Regions from separate parts of the Canis lupus genome. Here region 2 is linked to region 1. A link is a contact called in public Hi-C data. All regions are on one chromosome and are shown on one strand. The core of a region is the stretch at or near the end of the contact, and the rest is flanking DNA. Distances in the headings are between cores, read along the strand shown. Region 1 overlaps LOC119866669 (a long non-coding RNA gene). Region 2 holds the start of TOX (thymocyte selection-associated high mobility group box protein TOX).

What was found. A called contact is a pair of places that touch in the nucleus more often than the background predicts.
Region 2: a Hi-C map of blood shows a contact between it and region 1, with 2.1 times the contacts expected there. The contact joins the promoter of TOX here to the enhancer-like site in region 1. A contact is called at or near these places in 2 of 9 Hi-C or Micro-C datasets (amygdala and blood).

What each region holds. Positions count from the first base shown.
Region 1 is chr29:10,023,341-10,028,291 of UU_Cfam_GSD_1.0, forward strand. It overlaps LOC119866669 (a long non-coding RNA gene), which reads left to right. Exons shown (of 3, transcript XR_005380849.1): 3 at 3,545-4,951. Among named protein-coding and RNA genes, the nearest start is that of NSMAF, 110 kb to the left of the region's middle. Within about 2 kb of position 3,596, at least 8 of the 20 cell types and tissues checked have an H3K27ac peak or open chromatin away from gene starts, as enhancers often do. A contact at or near this core is called in blood, where this site is marked.
Region 2 is chr29:10,327,888-10,332,841 of UU_Cfam_GSD_1.0, forward strand. TOX (thymocyte selection-associated high mobility group box protein TOX) reads right to left here and starts at 1,995. Exons shown (of 10, transcript XM_038579374.1): 1 at 1,609-1,995. The coding sequence starts at 1,710. It overlaps LOC102152621 (a long non-coding RNA gene), which reads left to right and starts at 1,985. Exons shown (of 7, transcript XR_005380986.1): 1 at 1,985-2,032.

The DNA.
Region 1 (4,951 bases), core at 2,346-4,845:
CAAGTGTGGTGGGATGGGGCAGGGGGAAAAGGAGTCAAGTAGATTCCCCACTGGGCATGGAGCCTGAGATCATGACCTGAGCCAAAATCAAGACACATGCTTAATGGACTGAGCTACCCAGGTGCCCCTCCACCTGCCATTTTAATCCTAAAGTAACAAGAGACAATTTTTAAAAATTCTTGTCTTAGCTCAGGGGCTAAACATAGATAACATCTACCAAGCAGTTTACATTACAACTTTCTGCGCAAAACCAAGGAGGGTAAAGTTTTGAACTTGTGTATTTGTAGGTCCTCTCTTTGAATATGTATTCTGAAGAGGGTTTTTTTTTGGTATGGTGTGCTGTCCAAATGAAAATATTTGCCATCGCAATAGCCCCAAGATAAACAGGCATATATAGTACTTGTGCGCCCGTGGAAATGATCACAACTAACCTCATGGAAGAAGGCAAACATTCAAAGGTTTGCCTTTGAATCAAGGCAAGATCAAACTTGTAAATGTATTATAACACTGCTTTTAAAAAAGTAAATTGTCTTTTAGAGGACTCCTCAACTCCATTCCAATCCAAAAGCTGTGGCAGGTGGGGGTGGGGGCATGGGTGCAGGAAAATTGATGATTGAAACCTGAGACGTCAGCCAAACTCCTTTACACAGAAGAAGAAGAAGAAGAAGAAGAAGAAGAAGAAGAAGAAGAAGAAGAAGAAGAAGAAGAAGAAGAAGAAGAAGAAAACAAAGAAAGAAAAAGCCAGGGAAATAAACCTTTAGGCAAAATGCTAAAAATACGCTCATTTTGGTGCAATGAAGCTGTTTGAATAAATGGAACTAATAGTTTTTATCTAAACCATCTGTGGTGTGAAATGGGAAGTCATATAGAAAAGTCCTCAGAGACTCTGGATTGCTCTGCATTGGAACTAAGAGGAGGAGGAGAGCAAATGGAGCCGTTCTCCATTTATCTGAGAATTAACAAAGTGATCAGCCAAGTGACAATGAAGCCGACTTGTGCTGGTTGCAGGCAGTCTGGCTCCTTCAGCTGAAGGCGAATGTTCTGGGAACACAAGGCCAGAATCCTTTTAAGAGACTGATAGGTTATATAAAGTATCAGATTCTTTCTCTGTAAAAAGAGAGAGAAGAGAGGGAGAGGGAGAGAGGGGGGGAGAGAGAGAGACAGAAAGAGAAGAAAACCCAATCTAGAGCTACTCCAGGGGACCTTAGTGTTGTAAAGGACTGTCACTTCTGTTATGTTGGTCTGCTGAAACCACATCTTGAAACCAGGTGTTAAAAGTGACCCAACCCAACAGCTAGAATGGTTTTGTAGATATTGTGTATTTTGTAATACTACCCGGAAATTGCAGTTTCGTTTAGATACGCCATTGTTTTTTTCTTGTATGAAACTCTAACCAAGACCAGATTTAGGTTTCTGTGGGTCTACCTTGATAAACACACACACACACACACACACACACACACACACACACACACACGATAAGATACAAAATACTCCACAGAATTGGTTACAGTTTCTGGACACATGAATTCTGACCCATTTTCTCATGCTGAACTGGAGAGAACTGGATCCAAGATAGACCTAACAATGACTATCGGGACAAGCTACTTTCATATGGTACAGTTTCTGTTTGAACCTCCCACCAATAACTCAAAGTTTCTGGAAGGACTTTTATCCACAGACCACATGCCGTGGGGACAGCTTCCTTTCATTCATTGCTTTCTTTGGTTCTTGTGTAATCACAGTGAGTCCCCCAAACAATTTAGTCCTTCACTTCCTATACTCAGTTTACTCACATGAATAATCAAAGAATTATAGGTCAGTGGGGGACAACCAGACCTATAAAGCTGTGAAGAAAAAGTTTGCTAAATGTTCCCTGCAAAGGGGTGCCTGGGTGGCTCAGTGGTTGAACGACTGTCTTTGGCTCAGGTCGTGATCCCGGGTTTCTGGGATCGAGTCCTGCACCAGGCACCTGCTCCTGTCTCTGCCTGTGTCTGCCTCTCCCTCTGTGTGTCTCTCATGATAAATAAATAAAATCTTTAAAAAAAATGTTCCCTCCAAAACATGGTAAGGATACAGTGAAGTGCCCCTCTGCCCCCCACTCCACCGTGGTCTTTCTCGAATTCTATTAAAAACAATATTAATTTGTTTGGAGTAAATGGTTGATACTGTATTCTCTGAATGTAACTGTGAGTAACAGACGTGCTTTGACTCAAGTGATGGAGCAGCTCCTTTTTAAGTAAGGTCTACCACCCAATCAAGTCGAGAGGGTGCGTTTCCGCACAATCTGAAGTTGGGCCTAATTTCTCAGAGTAGGCTACCTCTTCCAGCGGTAGCTCTTGCCCTAGAAAATGGCCACAGGAGCAGGGATATTTTAGGATTTAGAATACTCTGTGACTTACAGTCACAGATTAATTTTTAAGTAAGTTCTGCACTCTGGATTTTCTTTTGTTTGTAGCCTGGGCCTCAGCAGGACCAGGAATGGAAGTCCTGGTGGGGTTCAGGGGAACTCAGTGAGAGGCATATCTTGCCTTTTATTTTCAATAGTGAGTCACTTCTGATTGGGAGTGCTGAATTAGTATTACGTTTCATCTACCTCTCACCCACTGTCATGGTGTGTGGAAAGAATCAGGAACGGGAGCGTCTGGGTGGCTCAGTGGTTGAGCCTCTGCCTTTGGCTCAGGTTGTGATCCCGGGGTCCTGGGATGAGTCCCACATTGGGTTCCCTGCAGGGAGCCTGCTTCTCCCTCTGCCTGTGTCTCTGCCTCTCTCTCTCTCTGTGTATCTCATGGACAAATAAAATCTTAAAAAACAAAACAAAAAAAAGAATCAGGAACAGAGTTCTCAGTCGCCTGTGGAGCAATGGGCTACTCTTAGGGCTGAGCAGTAGTGTTCATTTGTCTACACCTCCGAATCCTGCGTGATGTGATTCCAATCCTAATATCTAGCATCAGCTTGGCCCCGAGGCCAGTTCCCTCCCCTCCCCACTACAGCGCACAGAGTCACGGAAGGTGCCAAGCAAGGATGAAGAAGTGACATCCTTTTGCATCTGCTCTGACAACTCCACCAGGTTGCGATTAATGCTCGAAAAAGCAGTCCTGTTGGAAAGACCAAGGTGACTCCCCCCGTGACACGGGGGCCCGCGTGGCCTGACCTTTAACTGCACTGGAGCGCTATTATTTCCATCGCCTTTATGACCGGACTTGGACTTGAAACTGCCGGGCCTTACTCCACTACCAACCTCCATCTCCCCTTTCCTTGCACAGCCTTAGAACATGCAAACCTATCTTATCCCGCAGGCTTCCACCGAGTCCGAATGCCAGCTGCACGCGAGTGACTGGTCGTCGCCCCGAGCGCGGTCCCTAAGTTAGAGACCCGTGGCCGCTCGCGGACCTGCCCTCCGCCCCCGCCGGGCGTCCCTCCCAGCGCTAGGGCCCTGCGGGCAAGGGCTGGTCCGAGGGACACAAAGTTTTGGGAATCTGGTGGCTTCAGACCTTTGATCGCCACTTTCTAACTGTCTTTCAAACCTTTTGCCTTGTAACAGTTGCAGGCTGCGGTTTCGCTGTCTGTGCGAGGTGACTCACAGCGCTGCGCGCCCGGAGGGGGATGCGATCACCCGCACCAAGCCACCTCCTGACTTCCTGCACCGCTTATCAGCCAAGCCATCGGCCACGAGCTGACATTTCAGCATTCAGAAGCTCCCTGCCCCCACCTCCAAAAAGGGGGAAAAAAAAAAAAAGTGACAGGAGGAGAAAAGGGCTAATTTGGCAATAGTTTGCTCTTGCTGTTTGGCCTGGAGAAAGACATTCAAAGTGGTGGAAGATTGTTTAGTAACAGCTGGCGAGCACCAGGGTGTGAGGCTGATTTTCAGATATGACAGGCACTTACAGGAATGCTGCCAGATACAGCTGTTTAAAAGCCTTAATAAACAGCAAGTCAATACTAATCTTTGCCAAATTAATCTTTTCCCTGACAGCCCATCAGAGCAATTATGCTTAGGCTTATTGTAAACACACAATTGTCAAACAGGGACGCTGCAGCCTTTAAAATACTGCCTCTTGGTTTGTAGTCTTTCTTCAGCAGGGTTTGTTGTTTCTTCTGTAGCACGAGAAGGCTTCCCATTTTATTTTGCAGCCACTATTGCTTTTTTTTTTTTTTTCTGGCCTCGGGTCAGTGTGAATGAAATTTCATTTTCAAACGTCTTTGCTAGCAAGCTGTTAATAAAATGTGAAATGACGACAGTCAACAGGATTCGTGCTGGTGGGCTCCTTTAATGAGGCGCAATTGTGACCAGTGCAGAAATATAACATGACATTGTCCTCTGTCGTCTCCGGGTCCCAGGACGAGAACTTCATCTTTGCTCCTTACCTCTGCAGTGTAATCTGGCTCCAGGTACACACAAGTGAGAAATGAGGAAGGCAAAGTCTAATGTCTCTGTATGCACATGTATTGCAAAGTATGTGTGTGTTGTTGGTTCAGGGGTGTCCCTCCCTCCCAGCCTTCCTCCTTTGTGACTGGTGACATCAGGAAGCCCTTCCGTGCCTCCTCCATCCCCACCCTCCACCCCCATGGCCCTTTCTCCCAGCAATAGGCTTGTGTAAGGATTTGGAAACTTTTCTGTTAGGTCAAGGCGTATCCCTGATGGCACCTGGTTCTGAAGCTCCTTTTGGGAGTCTTAAAAGCTAGGACAATTTCTTCTTACCTGCCATGATTTAGCCAGAGTCCAGGAACTATGATCTTTTATTTATTTCATCAAGTCACACTAGGACTTGGCAATCAGAAAAAAAAAAAAATCAGCGCGTGGTTTATCGATGCTTTAGTTTAGCATCCTATACACTTGTCTCCTGAAATTTCTCTCCTGCACTCAACACTCCTACTTGTCTAGCACCTTTTTTCTCCTTTGCTTCTTGTTTTCTTGATGTGACTAGTGTGTATTCTTTTAGTTTTGCAA
Region 2 (4,954 bases), core at 745-3,244, 300 kb after region 1:
CTAACAAATAATGAAACTTCATCACACAAACTTCTCTTGCCAAAGTTACCGGAGCTTTCCAACCTGTTTCTGGCTCAAGAGCTCCCTGTATGATAAAAAGCCTTTCTGCCTTGCAGAAGAAGCCTACGTGTCCTTCGTTTCAGACCTGCCTATCCATCACAGGCATCCAGCACATCCCTTGTACAGAGCTTTGCACTGTGCACAACATCAAGGAGCTTCTGCACGGAGTTGGAGCTGTGGTTCACTTAACTCGCAGAGTGTGTGTGTGTGTGTGTGTGTGTGTGTGTGTGTGTCCCGACTGACCAAGGCTCGGGGCTGCGAGGCGGTGGCGTGGTGGGGAGCCCGGGGGCTGAGGAGGCAGCGCGCTAAATACCTCTGTACCGCGTAAAAGAGCTGTTTGATGATGCCTCGCCGCCAGGCAAATGTTAGGAGTCCCAACGACTCATCCGGTGGAATTCACGGAGGGGCTGACCGGGAACTGCTCGCAGGGGCTACAGGACCGGGCAGGTGGGGCGCGAGCTGGGCGTCCCGACCCCTCGCCCCGCGCCGCGGGGAACGCGGTCCTCCCCGCCGACGCTCCCGGGCCGGGCGGCTCGCCCCCCTCCAACAAGCCCCGCGAGCACGGCCCTGGCCCCGCGGCTGCTCCCGGAGGCCCGGCCCCGCGCGCCCTCCCTCCCGGGGCCGAGAGCTGGAGAGGCGCCGAGACCAACCCCCCCCCTTCGCAGCCCCGGACCGTTGCGTCCACGGGACCGGCGGAGCCCCCGCCCCCGCCCCCGCCCGGGGCACCCGCCCGGCCGGCCGCGCTCGGGTGCCCCGCGGCCTTGGCACCTGGGGTCACCGGGCCGGGGGTGCAGCCCGGCCCGGGACCCTGCTCCGGCCCCGCGGGAGCGCTGGAGCTCCGGGGCTCCGGACGGGAACTCGACGCGCTCGTCCGGCTTCCAACAAACTTGCGGTGACCGCGCGCACCCCCGAGCGGGAGCTGTGCCCGTCCCCGCGCGGCTCCCCCGTGCACCCCGGCCCGCACAGCCGCGTCCCACAGGGCGCGGGAAAACAAAAGGCTTGCGGGGCGATGTTCCCGGCGGGGGTTGGGGGCGGGGGCGTCTCCCCGGTCCCCGCACCCCGACTCGCGGCGGCTCCGCTGGCAACTAACCCCGCTCAGGGAAGCGGTGCCACGGGTCCCCGCAGCCCGGGAGAGGGCGGGAGGGACGAGGGGAAACTAGAAAATAAACTGACTTCTCTTACTCTCTGCCTCCGTTCCCGGACCCCAGACACACCCCCCAAAGTATTCCGTGGGTTTCTCTTAATTTTTTTTTTTAACGCCCCCCGGCAAACCCAGGCAGGGAGCCTTCGTGGCGAACAGCAGGAAGGGAAGGATCCGAGCAAACCGTGTCACTTTCCGCACGATCGCGGTGTTTGGCAAACCCCCGGAGCTGCTGCACAGTATCTACTACCCCAGCGCACGCAGGGCTGTAGCGGGCTGCGAGCCGAGCGCGCCCGGGACCGGCCTCCGCCGACCGCCCCGGCAGCCGGGCCAGCCCGCCGCCGCCGCCGCCCCCCTCCCGGGATCCAGCAGCAAGAACACGGTGGAAACAAAAGCAGAGCGTTCACCTTGTTGCAATAGTAGGGGTCCAGGCAGGGAGAAGGTCCCAGACAGGGAGCGTCGGGCGCAGCGGCGGGCTGGGCTGGAGGTGGATAGAATCTTACGTCCATTTCACTCTCACATCAAGCAACTCCTTTTCTTTTCCTTTTTTTAAAAAAAGTGTTCAGCAAAACAAGCTTAGACGGAACAGAGAGAGGTGTCTGGACTCAGGAGTAAAAGAAACACCTTCCTTCCCTCACATCCGTTTGTGGTTTGTTTAAGAAGAAGAGGAGAAAAAAAAAAAAAAAAAGAAAAAAAAAAAAAGAGGGGGGAAAAGCGCTCAACTCTCCCCCAAGCCGCGGCGCGCACCCGTCGGCGCCGAGCGCGCAGCCTGCTCCGCCGCCGCCTCCCGGCCCCGCCGCCGCCGCCGCCGCCGCCGCCGCCGCCGGGCAGGTAACTTCATGCGCTCATTGTCCCCCCGCCCGCCCCCCCATCCCCGCCTCCCGCGCCCCTCGCCGCCCGGCACACGCGCTCGCGCTCGGGCTCTAGGTCCTGGGCGTTTTATTGGAGTCTCTGAGTTGCTCTGCTTTTAGTTTATTTTCTCCACCTTGGAGGCCTGGGATGGGGGGAGGAATGAGGAATGAAGAGGGGGACAGGGCGGGGGGTGGGGGGGTGAACGCCCCGGGCCGGGCGGGGTAGGGTGCGCGGCAGGACGCGGGGCTGCTCGCGGCCCAATGGCTGCAGCTCGGGTCTGGGGGCCGGGGCCGGAGGAGGGAGGAGCGGAGGGGGAGGAGGAGGAGGAGGAGGAGAGCGCGGCCGGGACCGGGCCGGGGCGGCGGGACCCCGCGGAGCCTCCGCCGGGTCCGGGCCGCGCTCCTCCCGGCCGGCGCGTCGCACACAAAGGGGCTGCGGAGCCCCAGCCGCCCGCCGCCCGGGGGCACGGCGGGGAGCGCGCAGCAAGGGGGCGCTGTGGCGCACCCCGCCCCGCAGCCCCGCCCCCGGGCCCGCCCCGGCCCCACCCCGCTCCCGCCGCCCCCTCCGCGGCCGTCCCCACCTCTTTCTCTGCGTTCGCCGCCTCCCCTTTGGTGCCTGTCCCCTCTGGCGTCGCTGCGTCCCCACCCTTCCTCCCAGCCCCTGGTGGCGGTGACTGTGCCACGCGGCGCGGGCCCGGGGCCGTGGCCCGGGGCCCCGCAGGGAGCGCGGATCCTCTGTGCGCCGTAGCGGGCTACTTGGGCTCCCCGGCCCAGGGGCCCGGAAGGACTGCAGGGTGTGCAGGAGCCCCCGAGGCGCCCCCCTTCTGTTGCGCGCTTCCGCCTCCAGCCCTCACCTCGCAAGGATCTGTGACCCACTGGAGGGTTTGCAAAGCTAAGGCAGCCCGAGAGACTCCGCAAAGACCACGGGGGTAAATCAGAGTGTAAATAGGGAAACAGCCCCCCGCACCCTGGATCGGGCTAGAGGGAGAACACGCGGGCTGTTAGCTGCCCCTGAGGGGATTCTTGTGGTTTTGTAATTGGACGCTCTTGGAGAGGCACAGGAGACCCGGAGTCAGCCTCCCCAGGTCCCTGGGAGGAGGAGATCGCCAGTCGTGTTTTCCCGCCTTACCTCTGAAACCCAAGGCGCTTGCAACTCCCCCCCCCCCCCCATGGCTGGGGGGCAAAAAATCCGCATATCTTGGCTGTAGTCCAAGAGATTTATCCCTGAGGCTCTGTCCTTGGTGGGAAGTCCAGGCCAGGCCGGAGTGGGTGATAGTTACCTTCCCAGGAGGAAGCAGCCCCACACAGTAGGGCCCAAGACCCTGCAAAGGAGCCTGGAAGTAACTTCATCCATTCCACTTGTTTCTGGTGTTAAGGAGGGCACTAATGACATTTTGGCACCCTACACAACTTTACAGTGCGTGCTGATTGCCAACTGCTCTGTACAACTTTCTCACAGTGATGTTGTTTCCTCTGCAACTGAGAGCACCTGTCAGGTACAATCAGAGGGATCTGGAAGAAAATCTATGAAGAAAGTAAAAGAAATGATAATATCATTGGATGTCTTTACATGGCTTTTTAGGAACCTTTTAGCAAGCATTGCTTCGTACTCTTTGCATCCTTTTCCTCTGAGCCATTGTTTTCTTTCTTCCCTTCATCATTTTTATGAGTAGCAAAAATCTAGCCCTTTCCCCATCTCAAGATTGACATGGTGGAAATTGTGTAGGGAGAGAGAGCAGTGAGAAAATAAGAATTCCTCTCCCCTGGATTCAGAAGAACCTCCATATTTATAGGTCCTTCAAGGCATAAAATAAAATAAGAAACAATTTTTTTTTCCTCTTAATAAAGGTCTTTATAGTAAAATTTAAATGCTTTGTGTTTTATAGTGTCATTGTTCAAAATTCAATGGCAGATGCTAAATGTAGTGGTTTGTACTCCACAATTAAAAAAAAGAAATACCTTTTGAATTTAACTTAAATATTTCCAAGCTTAAGTTTCTATCATCCATTCAGCACTTATCACTAACATATTACAGCAGTTCAAAATTCAATTCTAAAAACTTCCTTAGAATCTGCAAATGAGGGGCGCTTGGGTGGCTCAACAGTTGAGCATCTGCCTTCAGCTCAGGACGTGATCCCAGAGTTTCCATCAAGTCCCGTATGGAGCCTGCTTCTCCTCCCTCTGCCTATGTCTCTGCCTCTCTCTGTGTCTCTCATGAATAAATAAATAAAACTTAAAAAAAAAAAAAGAATCTGTAATTGAAGTACTGTTTGATGGCTCCGGGAACATCAAGAAGATGAAAAGTATCAGGACAGGAACAATATCATTCATTATCAACATCTTGACACCTAGGGAAGACAATGATGTCCATACTGTGTTCCATAGACCTACTATACTATTTTCTCTGTCTTGAGGAAAAACCCAAAAGCATGGGAAGTGTGTGACCTTCCATTTAATTTGGGCCTGGTTTCTTCCATGTGCAATCAGTAGAGTCAAAGTGATATGTTTGTGCATGACCTGGTATCAGGGGTGGGAATGTGAGGTTTTGATTTAAAAAGCTCTTGGGGAACCTGGGTGGCTCAGTGGTTGAGCATCTGCCTTTGGCTCAGGTCATGATCCTGGGGTCCGGGGATCTAGTCCTGCACTGGGCTCCCCACAGGGAGCCTGCTTTTCCCTCTGCCTATGTCTCTGCCTCTCTCTGTGTGTCTCTCATGAATAAATAAATAAAATCTAAAAATAAATAAAATAAAATAAAATAAAATAAAATAAAATAAAATAAAATAAAATAAAAATAAATAAAGCTCTTGACTCCAATTACTCATACATGGAGAGTAGACCATGAAAGTCAACTTCATGGGGGGTGGGGGTGGTAATGAAAATGGAGTTAATGATCGATCAATCA